4 separate regions of the Zea mays genome follow, and all the other regions are linked to region 2. A link is a contact called in public Hi-C data. All regions are on one chromosome and are shown on one strand. The core of a region is the stretch at or near the end of the contact, and the rest is flanking DNA. Distances in the headings are between cores, read along the strand shown.

What was found. Hi-C and Micro-C count contacts between places; a contact is called where the count stands out from the background.
Region 1: a contact with region 2 is called in a Hi-C map of endosperm, with 3 times the contacts expected there. The contact joins the promoter of LOC100279175 here to the promoter of LOC100286116 in region 2. A contact is called at or near these places in 10 of 25 Hi-C or Micro-C datasets (bundle sheath, ear, endosperm and 3 more) and 1 of 3 datasets of contacts at active chromatin or transcription factors (leaf).
Region 3: a Hi-C map of tassel shows a contact between it and region 2, with 9 times the contacts expected there. The contact joins the promoter of LOC542033 here to the promoter of LOC100286116 in region 2. A contact is called at or near these places in 3 of 25 Hi-C or Micro-C datasets (bundle sheath, leaf and tassel).
Region 4: a Hi-C map of bundle sheath shows a contact between it and region 2, with 2.9 times the contacts expected there. The contact joins the promoter of LOC100280788 here to the promoter of LOC100286116 in region 2. A contact is called at or near these places in 3 of 25 Hi-C or Micro-C datasets (bundle sheath, root tip and tassel).

Annotation. Positions count from the first base shown.
Region 1 is chr4:183,746,626-183,749,757 of Zm-B73-REFERENCE-NAM-5.0, forward strand. LOC100279175 reads left to right here and starts at 1,368. Exons shown (of 1, transcript NM_001152201.1): 1 at 1,368-2,122. The coding sequence starts at 1,503. The coding sequence ends at 1,961. It overlaps LOC100273656 (a long non-coding RNA gene), which reads left to right. Exons shown (of 6, transcript NR_146329.1): 6 at 847-1,173.
Region 2 is chr4:184,559,876-184,562,835 of Zm-B73-REFERENCE-NAM-5.0, forward strand. It overlaps LOC100286116 (Protein CURVATURE THYLAKOID 1D chloroplastic), which reads right to left and starts at 1,462. Exons shown (of 5, transcript NM_001159004.3): 1 at 1,258-1,462; 2 at 952-1,187. The coding sequence starts at 1,384.
Region 3 is chr4:183,882,296-183,885,352 of Zm-B73-REFERENCE-NAM-5.0, forward strand. It overlaps LOC542033 (MADS19), which reads right to left and starts at 1,682. Exons shown (of 8, transcript NM_001111678.1): 1 at 1,283-1,682. The coding sequence starts at 1,464.
Region 4 is chr4:183,578,641-183,581,958 of Zm-B73-REFERENCE-NAM-5.0, forward strand. LOC100280788 (ethylene-responsive element binding protein 2) reads left to right here and starts at 1,693. Exons shown (of 1, transcript NM_001153709.2): 1 at 1,693-2,721. The coding sequence starts at 1,803. The coding sequence ends at 2,495.

The DNA of each region.
Region 1 (3,132 bases), core at 118-2,617, 810 kb before region 2:
GCTCGTTGCAGTTTGTGGACTAGTGGAGTTCAGTTTATCTTATTGTTAGCTGAGATATGCATTCTATAACATTTTTTTACCTAATCTGAATAATGAGTTAGGTTGGTGCATGAACACGTTAGTGGCATAATTTATTTACAGTCTTGGATTTATTTAAGCTAGTATTCTTTGTAAAAATCATTAGTCATGGCAACAACCAATTTTGTTGCATAAGTCTGGTCTAAGGCCCAGAGTGTAGTGCAAGCCATTGTTGCTGAAGGACAAATATGGTGCCTGGCCGGGGCTTCAGCCCTCCAGGACCTTATCCTAAAATTTGGACCACTTAGGGTCGGGTCTGGTTTTGATAATCTGTAAGGGCTTGTTCGGTTAGCTCTCAATCCATGTAGATTGAGTGAGATTGGATAGGTTTAAATCCCAAACAAAGTCAAACTTCTTCTCATTTTTTTTCCAATCCCATCCAATCCATGCGTATTGGAAATAACCAAACAAGCCCTAAAGTGTTAATATGTACTAACCCCCTCCCCCGGGAAGGGTGGTTTCCTTTCTCTTCTTAATAATAAAATGACACGTAATTCTCTGGCATGGTTCGAGAAAAAAATAAGTCTGGTTTATGACTGCAAGATGCTTGGGCAGGCTGATTTGTCCTGCTACATTAGAAATAATTAGTCTGACAAAGCCAAAGATCCTTTTCATGTTAGGTTTCTTCTATACAAGACTAATATTTTGTCTCTATACAAGCCAAAGGTCTCTTGTTTTTTAATTTATCATGTGGGAGTGGACGCTAAGCCATTTCCGTTTCCCTCGCATATATATCTCGTTTATGATGGTTTTTGCTGCTGCTTGCAGGCTGACCACCCCAAACTGAACTTCAAAGACAAGTTAAGTATTCAGAGCCTTACAAGATGCTCGTCCCAATGCACCTGTTGTCGTGCCGTGGATGTCTGGTGTCACCTGTGCTTGCACTACCTCTTACCAAACGAACAGCATCGAGACTCAGGAATTAATTAGACTAGTGCTGTGCTGATCCAACCAGTTCCACCGTACATATTTTTTCTTTTCATTTTGGGAATATACTCTTTTCTTTTTCTTCGTTTGGCCCCGGTATATACGATGTAAAAGTAAAACTTAGCTTAGTCAACCTGGCAATTGGATTTGGTGGGTGGTGGTTGATTGAATCCAGTGATTCACCTATTGGCGACCTTAATTTTCCTCTGATTAATACTGATTGTTATCAGTTCACGGATATGCTCATTTGTTAATTTTGATCTCTACCTGTCCCTGAACGGCGATGAAGTGTGATCGGTTCAGATCAATCCGGTTGATTATCGCTTCAGCAGCCCCCCCAGGCCCCACTTCACACTGCCGGTGTGTAGTGTGTACTGGTAGTGTAGTCGGTTTCCATTCTTTCTCGCTTGGCCATCCACTTACGCCAGTCCATCCAAGATCCAACCTCTCTCTCTCTCTCTCTCTCTCTCTCTCTCGGTAGTCCGATCCACCAAACCATGTCGGGCAGCCAGGTCGGCGGCGGCGGGCTGCGAGGGTGGAGCCCTTTCGACGTGATCCGCAGCTTCCCGTCGACGCCCGAGTCGCTAATGTCGCAGATCGACGCGGCCATCGTCTCCACCGAGTACGCCCGCGCCTGCGCCCTCCTCGACCCCTCCCAAGTCTCAGCCTCGTCGCCGCCCGAGATCGATCCCGAGGGCCAGGGGGACCGGGGAGCCTCCCCTCTGCCTCCGGCCTGCTACGACGCGAGGGTCGCGGACGAGGCGTACCGCGCGGCGTGCGCGGCGCTGGGAGCGGGACGGCCCGACGCCGCCGTGCGGTCGCTGCGGGCGGCGCTGGCGAGCTGCCCGCCGGACAAGGCCGCGGCTGTGGCCAAGGTGAGGTCCATGCTGGCCATCGCGTCAGCGCAGCTGCACAAGCAGCAGCACCAGGCCCAGCAGCAGCAGAGCAGGAACTGAGGCCGTCCTACTTCGCCATAGCTGCTGCAATCTATTGATGCAATTATTACTGCGATGTTTTATTAGGCCATGATCAGACGCAATAAACGTTCAGATTAATGCATCCTGTTCCATTTGCAGCCATGTATGTGGCCCAAATCATGGAAAGGGAATCTTGTGAGCGTTCGTTTCTTACTCCATCCCACAAAGACAGCCGTGATCAGAGCGGAATGGCTTAGGCCATGGCCATCTGCCGGTCTAAACAATTCGTGCATCCGTTCTTCTGTGCAAAATCTCGTTGTCTCTCAAGTTTATTCTGTCAGAATTACAAGAACCTGCATACAAGGGGAAACACAGCATCATTGCATCAACTGCAATCTTTCACACAATGACAGTATGTCAGTATGCTTAGCTGGCTACACACACAGACTGACAGTTCTTGCCCCCAATGTTGCATGGTATTCGCTCTTCTGCATCGACGGACACGGTTACACGGGCACAAGGCAACCGGAAACCTGGTTGTCTTCGATGGTTTATACCGCTTGAGCAAACTCCTTTAAAATCTTTCTGACTGTCACCGCCACATCAAAACTGAATTAAGTACTCTCCGTTCCAAAATATAGTTCTTTTTACCCCATATTTTTTCCGTCCATATTCAATCACTAGTTGAATGCCCGTGCGTTGCAACGAAAACATATAATATCATGATAACTTATTACTAATGTGTGTTATACTATTACGAGAAAATGTTACATAGTCCATTCGAACGGAATTAATAAATCCGAATCTGGATCAAACAATTTCTACATTTTTAAAGGATAGTCTCTTTCAGCTATCGTACACACAGACTTCAAAACGTTTGCGACCTCTAGCAATTAAGTGCGTGACTCGACGAAGCAGAGAACTCACTATCGGCGTCACGATTGGAGAGAAAGGCGATCTTCACGAGCAGGGAACAGTGGACGAGCTGCTTTACAATCTGAAAAAGAACAAGAACAAGTATTAAAACCAAAAAGAGCTATACTCTTAGAAGCTATTACAAAAAGAGGTAAATCTGTACCAAAACATCAACCCACCTTATTATTCACAACAGAGGGGTTTAATAAGGTGAACATATGCAATTATAAAAATATAAACATGAAACTGAATATTATATGAACATAAACACAAGAGAACAATATTTCACTGCATA
Region 2 (2,960 bases), core at 212-2,711:
GTGGATAACAAATAGATTAGCAATAAAAAGTCTTTCCCATCCCATGGCCAAGCAACTCCTGAGGCTCATGCATTATCCCTACCTACAATTAATACCCACCATAGAGTCAAAAGCAGGCATCTCCCTCACTCCCGCTTTAATTTCAATCAACAATCACCACAACAATTGGGAGGAATTTTTTTTCCAAGAAATTAACTGCCATCCCATTGCAGAAGGATATCATTTTAGGTAAAAGCTAATGTATCATTGTAGTCAATATTTCAAGAGCTCCAATATTTGCTTTTGGCAAGGCATGATGCTATGAGAATAACATCCATTTTTTCCTCAGCTTGTAATGGGGCCAATTTTTTGTTCCGCACCGTGCCTCAAAATTCTCCGGTACATCACAAAATAGGCGATAATGCAATTGTTGATGTTACATTTTGTATAGACTGCCTTGCAGGCTTGCAGCAAAATCTGGAAAGGTTACTGCAAGCTTAGACCATGTTTGAGAGGGTTTTGTCCATGTTGCTCCTCCGTCGGAGCCAGAGCCCAGAGCCAAAACGTGGCTCCGCCTCCATACATACAACTCTGGCTCCTCTGCTCAACGGCCCAGAAGGGCTCCTCGCCTCCTCCCATCCGACCACATTTGGTGCGGCTCCTCAGCTCCGGTGCTGGAGCCGGAGCAGCATGAGCGGCCCTTACTATTAGTCTATTATTACAGTAATGAGCAAGGATAACAATTGCTATTTTGCCCGGCTGTAGTTATAATGTCAAACTGAACCCATTGCTTTTCCGTATGATCCATTTAAGATAGGAAAAAAAAACATTTCAGTTTGCTTTAGTTTCACATAAGAGTTTACCACTGTAGCATTCAAAGGTGTGACACGCAGCGGAATCGAAAGGCAAGTAAAGCTTTGCTGGGACCTAGGACTCTGAACAGCAAAGCAGGTGCCAGCAGCACGGCGATACCTTGCTTAGTATCTCATCCAGACCGCCGTCATCCGTGGACGGGGACGGGGACGCCTCTGATGACACCGGTTCTGCTACGGGCGCCTCCGCGGAGCCACTAGGCGCGGCGCTAACCTCGTCGACCTTGTCATCGGCAGGCGAATCGGGCTTGTCCGCGACGACGACGGTGTAGGAGGCGGATGCGAGCTCTTCGGAGGGCGCCGGGTCAGGCACGGCCGCGCTGGCGCAACACCAGCCTGAAGCGAAAGCATCAGAGCAAGCGAGACGGCGCGTGAGCTACAAGAGTGAGGGCTGGCTAGGCCGTACCTCGAGTTGGGATTCGGCGGTGGAGCGGGAGGGCGGTGGAAGCAGACGCGCCTCGCCGGGGCGGGGCGAAGGATATGGGCGCGGCGGTGGCGCGGACGGAGGCAGTGGTAGAGACGCAGAGCTCCATGATCTCCCGCTCTCTCTGCTCTCCTCTTTCTGTGGACACCTGGACGCCGGCCTGGTTGGGTTTTGAGGTATCTCTGTGAGCCGCGAAACGGAGGATGAGGGTGCTGGTGGCTCGCTGGCGCTGTACTCCACTGCGGAGGACTGGGCAGTTTGTGCGACATCCAACGGCTCCCCCGCCTGGCAGGCTGCGCGGTGGGCGCCTGGGCCCTGTGCTTTTTGGGGGCCGAGCCGATTCTTCGTGCATGCCTTTGGTGCTTGGACGGCAGGTGGTGCTTTCGCTTTTGCTTCTCTCCTGTTCCGGGGCCCGTCATGTCCTGTGTGATTTTGCATTTTTGTGGTTTCCTCCAAAGTGAAAGAGGAACGCCTCTCCACTTCTTTTATCCTTTTTTTTCTTTCGTCGGTGCTTGTTGGTTGTAGCATCCATAGTTAATTCTATATTAACAGAGACAAAAAATATCAGGCAAAATAGCAATTCTAGTAGTAAAGAATAAGATTTAGTATCGCATAGTATGTCTACTAATTTATAATGCCTAAAACATAGCTATTTTTATAGAGGTTTGGGTTACAGAGAGTGTAATATCATAAGTTCTCTAACTAATTATTGGTTGGTGTATGTATACTGATATAAAGAGATTCTAAGCTGCAACACCAGGGAGCTCCAAGACCTTCAAATCGAGGAATAAGCTATGGCCCATCCAAAACAAATAACACATCCAAGATATGCAATGCAGGGCACTAGATGCATATTGATCTCTCAAGTTGTCGTATGCATATGTTGCAGAGCATGTTATGGAATGTAGTAACCGGACGACCAATATACATCTGATCGCATAATATCAATTGACAAGCTCAAGATCTTGCAACTGTACACTGCAACGTATATAATGAAATGATGTGCTCATCGTATCCAACTGTGCTAACTCTAAAGTATTTTGCAAAACATATTAGAGTAGAGTTAGCATGTCCAAAGTGTTTTTCTATAACTATTTCCGCTTACTCTCTAAGCGGTGTAACCTCTTATTATGTCCTTGCAACTTTGGTTTGGAATTGGGATTGAGAAGGAGCACCTTGCTGTGCATCGTCCGTGTATATCGAGTAGACATATTTGGTCCTTTTAAAATTTACCGAGAGTAAAATGAGAAAAATAACCCAAAAGGGTCTAGAAAATTTTCGAAGCATTCTAACTAATGTATAAATATATTTTAAAAACCGTCTTACAAAATATGAGATGCAGCAAGCGTGAATGGAGCATACATTAATGTTGAATGCACTCACTCTAATTGTGTCTTATGTTTTTTGTTGTGTGTTTTTTTTGAAAACATGATTTGACATCAATTAAAATGTTCTATAGATTGTAGGCTATGTTTTTTTTCATTTTTTATAGAAATAAATCTAATTTTTGGAAGCTTCTACATGAATTTTCTACCAGCTCTAAGCACTTGATTTAGGTGTCATAAGATGTCTAGTTTTCAAATATGAGGATGAAAATCAGGCCACGACCATAGTTCAAGAGATAAAAATGTATTTTGTTTTCCATATATTACATGTCTGAAGATTAGCTCGTCGGCCCAGTAACA
Region 3 (3,057 bases), core at 432-2,931, 680 kb before region 2:
CAGTCTCTCGTTTGAAAAAGAGGTTAACCGCATCACCGATCAATGCATCTACAGGAACAAGCTTGCATCTACAGGAACAATCCCGCTACCATTCCTGTACATACAAATTAAAAGAAAATGGTAGCTTACTGTCATTCCTGTACATATAAATTAAAATAAAATGATAGACATCACTTGTAGTTAGTAGATATGTTTACTGGGAAGAGGACCACAAACAAATATGATGCTGGAAGATGCTGAAACATATACAGTGTTAGAATCCTACACTTAACTCTAAAGTCCAAAAGTTATTCCCAACAATAATCACATTCTACCTTAGGCGACAGAAGCTGGATAAAGTGGGGTATATATCATATAACAAGCATTCGAGCATAACATTAGGCACTGCAAAAGTGATTAGTCTTGGCCTCTTGGGAAGGCTCCCTTCCAGCAGAGGGAGCCAAAAGACTCGATGAGAAACTGACATGTAAAGAGTGGCACATGATTTAACGACACAAAAAAATCATATTATACAACAGTGATGGCACATGATTTAGCCAATACAGACTTTAAATCAACCAACAGTAAAGTAGGTAGCACATGATTGAGCAAGAAATACGAAGTTCTATAATAAGTCCAACCAACAGGCCTTAGTTGCAGCAATACAGAATCGCACAAAGCACGAGAACCCTCTTTTGATCGCTAGGTAATGCAACGGCACCCAGCACCACATAAAATCACAAGGACAATCGTACGCAATTGGCAGAGGAGACCTTTACCCCCACCCCCACACCGCAGAACTGGCAAGATGCACACCTCCAAACGCAATTAACTCTATACACACTGATACGCACAGCAAATAACAGATGCCACAGTGCTGGCAGGAGACAATGGAAATGCCCAATCGGAAAAAAGGAATCAAAAAAATAATATGCAAGCACATGTAGAAACTACAGTTAAAATATATATAGATTAAAAAATCCCCAGTGCTCCCATTTCGATATGGACACTCAGACGCAGCGAAGTGCGCGCCCTCATCAGACCTAACCCAAAACATCATACTCACGTGTAAAAAGTTGGATCCGAAACGATGGACATCATCGCGTGAACTCTAGGTAGAGTAGAGAACAGCGGGAACCCTAAAAAGGCCCGGGATCTTACGAGTTACAAGTCGGAAGGCGTGGAGGGAGGACAGCTGCTAGATCTAACGAAACATGGCGCCGTGGGGGTGGAAGTGAGGAAGGGGTAGACGGACGCTGGGCAGGGAAGGGAACTGCATACTGTGTTACTGTATACTACGCACCTGGAGCTGGCGAACTGGGAGAGCTTTCCCGTGGAGGAGAAGACGATGAGCGCGACGTCGGCATCGCACAGCACGGAGAGCTCCTCAGCCTTCTTGAAGAGGCCGCGGCGGCGCTTGGAGAACGTGACCTGCCGCGCCGCCGCGCTCTCTATCCTCTTTATCTCCCGACGCTCCCTCGCCATACCCCGCCGCCGATCCCTGATCTCCGTGGACGACGCAGACACTCGGCCGCCGACCCACAAGAGAGAGGGCGGGTGTGGAAGAGCTCGGAGCAGCAAAGCCAACCGGCGGTTGGGAGTCGTGGTGTGTGATGCGGAAGGAGAGGAGAGGAGAGGAGGAGAGCGAGAGAGAGGAAAGGCGGAGGGGGAGGGGCAGGAAAGGGGATTTGCTCCAATTGGCAGGTCGGCATAAATAAACCCAGCCAGGCACGGCCCACGCGATTACCCCATGATCCCCGCGAGTAAACAAAGCATTAAAAAAACGGAAACTGGGAGAGGGAAAGGCAGACGAATGGCTACGGGGCCGGCCGGCCCAGTCAGTCATTGTTTATGCTCCCCTCGCCACACGGAACGGCGCGGCGGGGCCCGCCCACCCACGCACAGCATGACAGCAGGCAGTAGACGAGGCGTAGCGTAGGGATGGTGCCAAGCGGGCGAGGTAGATGATTCCTGAAAAGGAAAGGGAGAGTGCGGACTGCGGAGTGACCGAGTGAGGGGTGGCCGGGTGGGTGCTGCCGGACCAGAACAGTACAGCCTGTAGCAGGCGGCCGCGTGGTGCGCGGTGACGGTGCGCTCTCTGCTGGCTGGCTGCCCTGCCGTAGCCTCAGCCTCACTCTGCGGCGTTGTGGGAAAATCACAAATCAGGGAGAAAGCCGGCGGGGGTGGGAGCTGGGAAGGAAGGAAGAGAAGATGCCGTGTGCTGCGCCTTCGCTTCGATTGGATTGGGTTGGCCGCGTAGCGCGTACTGCTGCTGTGCTGCATCCGCCCGGATTCGCTGTTCCGGCCCCGATTCTGTGGTGCACCGCTGTGCCGCGCGCCGCCCCGGCCCCCGGGGATTTGGCGGGCCGCCCGGATCTCGCGCAGATCTGCCCTCGCTTCGCTTCATCAGTGAACACGGTGCGTGCTGCTTCGCGCCAGGTTGTTGTATTCATTACTCCCGCCGGTTCCATCAGCTTGGTCAGGGTAATTATGGACACAGTCTGCTTTTGCTCCGTTTGCGTATCAGTCAGTCCTGGGCAATCTTATCTCGATTCTGGTTCCACGTAGTGTCAGTACCAAACAACCACCAACCGTGCTAGAGAAAGAGAAGTCATATCAATACGAGAGATTACGGGCATATTTGATTCGTTACCTCAATTGTCACACTTTGCCTAACTTTTCTGCCTAAAGTTAGTTATTCAATTCGAATGACTAACATTAGACAAAGTGTGGCACATTTAGCCACAAACCAAACATGCCCTACATGATGAGGCATTGCATATTTGGTTCGGCCCTCATCGGATCTGCTTAGCGTCCCAGGCCACCGATTTCGGACGCGCGAGAGCTAGAAATGAATGTCTCGCAGGCAGCTGATTGGGAGTCCACGATCTAAACACACCCATGGTTATTGGTGGTGTGTGCTGTGGATTGAGAAATAGAAGAGGTGAAAGACCTGATTGATTGTCTGTATGTTTGAGTCTGAGTCTGACTCACATCTATTGAGATTGGCTCTAGCCGGTCTAGTTAATAACATACACTATCTTATGTTTGGTTGTATGTTTGTATAACATGATCCGT
Region 4 (3,318 bases), core at 443-2,942, 980 kb before region 2:
GCCCAAACCCATACCCATGCGGGTTTCGGGTACCCAACGGGTTTCCCATACCCACTAACATCAACATAAAAAAAATTCATCATGTAAATGACAATCAATACATTAATAAGCTAGCATAAAAGGAGCAAGTGATAACTAATTTTAGCCTAAAAATTGTTACATGAAGTTTAGTTCAATTAGAACGTATTCAATTAATAATATTATGAGACATATTTATAAGTAATGTTGATTTTAAGGCGGGTTTTTAAAACCCATGGGTTTGCGGGTATGGGTAGTGGAAGAACAAACCCATGCCCACGTACCCGTTGGGTTTCCATTTGAACCCATTAACAAACCCATGGGTAGAGAAATTGACCCAAACCCATACCCTAATAGAGCAAAAACCCACCGGGTTTCGGGTAGCGGGTACCCATTGCCATCTCTAATGATGGATGCTAGAAGAACATACTATTTTTTTGTATCTATCGTATATATGGTTTTGACTTTTGACATTTTATATGGAGCATTTATATGCTCTGGACCTAGTGTCATATATTAGCGTGATTCCCCTAGGATGAGAGAATATGGCTACACCTATCACACCCGATGGATATAGAAAATGGTCCAATAACATACCCGCGAGCATTGAAATTTATTGTACTCATGTTCTAATAGGAATTTTTACCTATTAGATATTGGGTGTCCAATGACATCACCGAGCCGTAGTTTTTAGAGAGATGGCTTTCTACGCTTGAGTTCGTGAGGACAGGATGAGTCGTTGGGTTGCGAGGTTTGAGTGGGATGGCCCGGTCGACATGACAAGTTGACAAGTGAACCTCTTCGGCCGGTCGCGACTCGACTTCCACGACGGCACGGGGACGCGTGCTAAACGCAGTAACGCACCGCCGGCCCGGCCCTCGCGCAGTGGTTAGGTGGGCCGGCCGACTAGCTCAACGGCGAATACAAGATAGTCTACCACCCACTTTGGGGACCGATCTCATCTGGATCTACTACTAGACAATTGCCGTTGCCGTGCCATCGTCGAGGTCTGAATCTTTTGGCTTCTCCAAAGCGGACTTGTTTTATTCAGTTCAACGACGTCAGCCAGCACAGTCGACATGTAGTTTCAGCGTCCAGGTCGCTAGGGCCAACCCCCCAAGTGGCCAAGTCGGTATGTAGATACAGGATGGACAGGGAAAAAATCTGTGTTTTCGTACACAACAGCATATGACAGCTAGCAATACGAATACAGTTAGTTAACCATTCGGACTGGTGCAGCTGTAATCTATAGAAATAAAATATCGGAGAAACTGTAGTTGTAGCCGGATTAACGCCGCAGCAACCAAGTTTGTTTGATTGAACAATAGTATGTTAATTCTTGAGTTATGAAGCACTAACATCGATAGCACTCCACGTCATATAGCAACATCAATGGTACTTCTTTCTTGAAAAAAAAGGGATATGTTTACTAACGTGCGTTGAGCTCATGATAAGAACTAATCATAAGATAATGATACCGCATGGGGCCTCCGCAGAATAGAAAAAATACCACCGCAAATGGAATGAAGCCGCTTCCACTCTGATCATCCGTCCGTCGTTCATATCTTCTTAAACTATACTCTCCGTTCACACGTACGCGATGAGAACCCGGTGCACCGCTTCGACTCCGCGTACACGGTATAAATTTCCCACTGCGCAACACCCTGAGACATCATCGCCGCGACCTCGGAGTACACGACCGCCATCTATTCTCCGCCACTTTTTGGCGACACCGACGCCACGTCGTCGCACTCGAATCGGCAGAGCCACCACCACCCCCCGCAATGACGTCGAGGCTGGAGAGCGGCGGGTTCCAGCTCCCGAACACCGAGCAGGAGAACGCACTCTTGCTCCGCGCGCTCATCTCCGTCGTGTCCGGTGACACCGCCGCCGCGTCGTTGGTCCCGGAGGCGGCCGCCGCAGAGGCCCCTGCCGCCGCGGCGTCAGCGTGCGGGTGCCCCGGCGGCTGCGACCTCGCCGCCGCGTCGAGCAGCGACAGCGATGGCGCGGAGTGCTCCGCGAGCGGCGGAGGCGCGGGCAAGCGGAGGCGGAGGCGGAGCAGGGCGAGCAGTTACATGGGCGTGCGGCGGCGGCCGTGGGGCAAGTGGGCGGCGGAGATCCGCGACCCGCGCCGCGCCGCGCGCAAGTGGCTCGGCACGTTCGACACCGCCGAGGACGCCGCCCGCGCCTACGACGCCGCCGCGGTCGAGCTCCGGGGCCGCCGCGCCAAGCTCAACTTCCCGGACGCCGCCGCCGCCGCGGCGGCGCGGGATGTGCAGCCGCGCCGCCCGTTGCCCGGTCAGAGCCTCCGCGAGAACTGCGGGTCCAACGCCGCGTCGCCGCTGCACGTGGCGGTGGCGCGGGCGCCGACCACGCTGCAGGGAACAGGGCCGGCGCCGCCCAAGGACCAGGACATCTGGGACGGCTTGAACGAGATCATGACGATGGATGACGGCAGCTTCTGGTCCATGCCGTGATCCTGCTACTTCGGCCGTCCATCTCCGGATCTTCCTCTTGTTGTTGTGCGTTTATTTTTATGATGACCAGATTCTACGGTTGTTTTTTAGGGGAAGAGAATCATAAATTGAATTTTGGAGCCATGTGGCCACCAGCTCACTGGCTGTGCTGTAAATCTGTAACTCGTCAGTCAGCCATGGCTTTCGTACGAGTTTTACACCACCGTCATCCCTCAATCCCCTTTAATACGAATGGAAAATTATGGATCCAAACTAGCCTTAGGACTGAGTTGGTAGGAGAGAAATTGAAGAGGATAGATAGAGAAGAAGAATTTCTTTGCTATTCGATTTTGAATAGCAAGGAAATTCATCCTCTGTAATCCTTTTCCATTTCTCTTATACCAAACCAGCCTTTAGGGCCTATTTTAGAAGTAGAACTTAAGGTTACTTTCTACCCATCATAGGATCGCAACATCAATCAGGTTTCTCAAAAAATATTTTTCGTCTTCGGAAAATTCCCCTAGGCGAGATATTTGTTGGTTACCTATTCTAGCTTCTACAAGAAACTGTTAACAGAACAACATAATTAAAATTATAGTAGCTTCTCCTTTTGCTGTTGGGCGATAGAAAGGCAAAAGGATAAAGATGAACACAGTGAGAAACAAATAAATGCATAAAATGTAGAGACAAGTGTTCAAAGAAATAAGTTTACGGTAATTCACTTACACCATTGTTTCAGTTAAGTTACAGTGGTACCTTCGGGACACACAAGAAAAAGGTTCTCTAGAATTGAAAGGAAACCCTAATTTTTATGATCCTGGACCTTCAAAGGTTAAACCTTGGA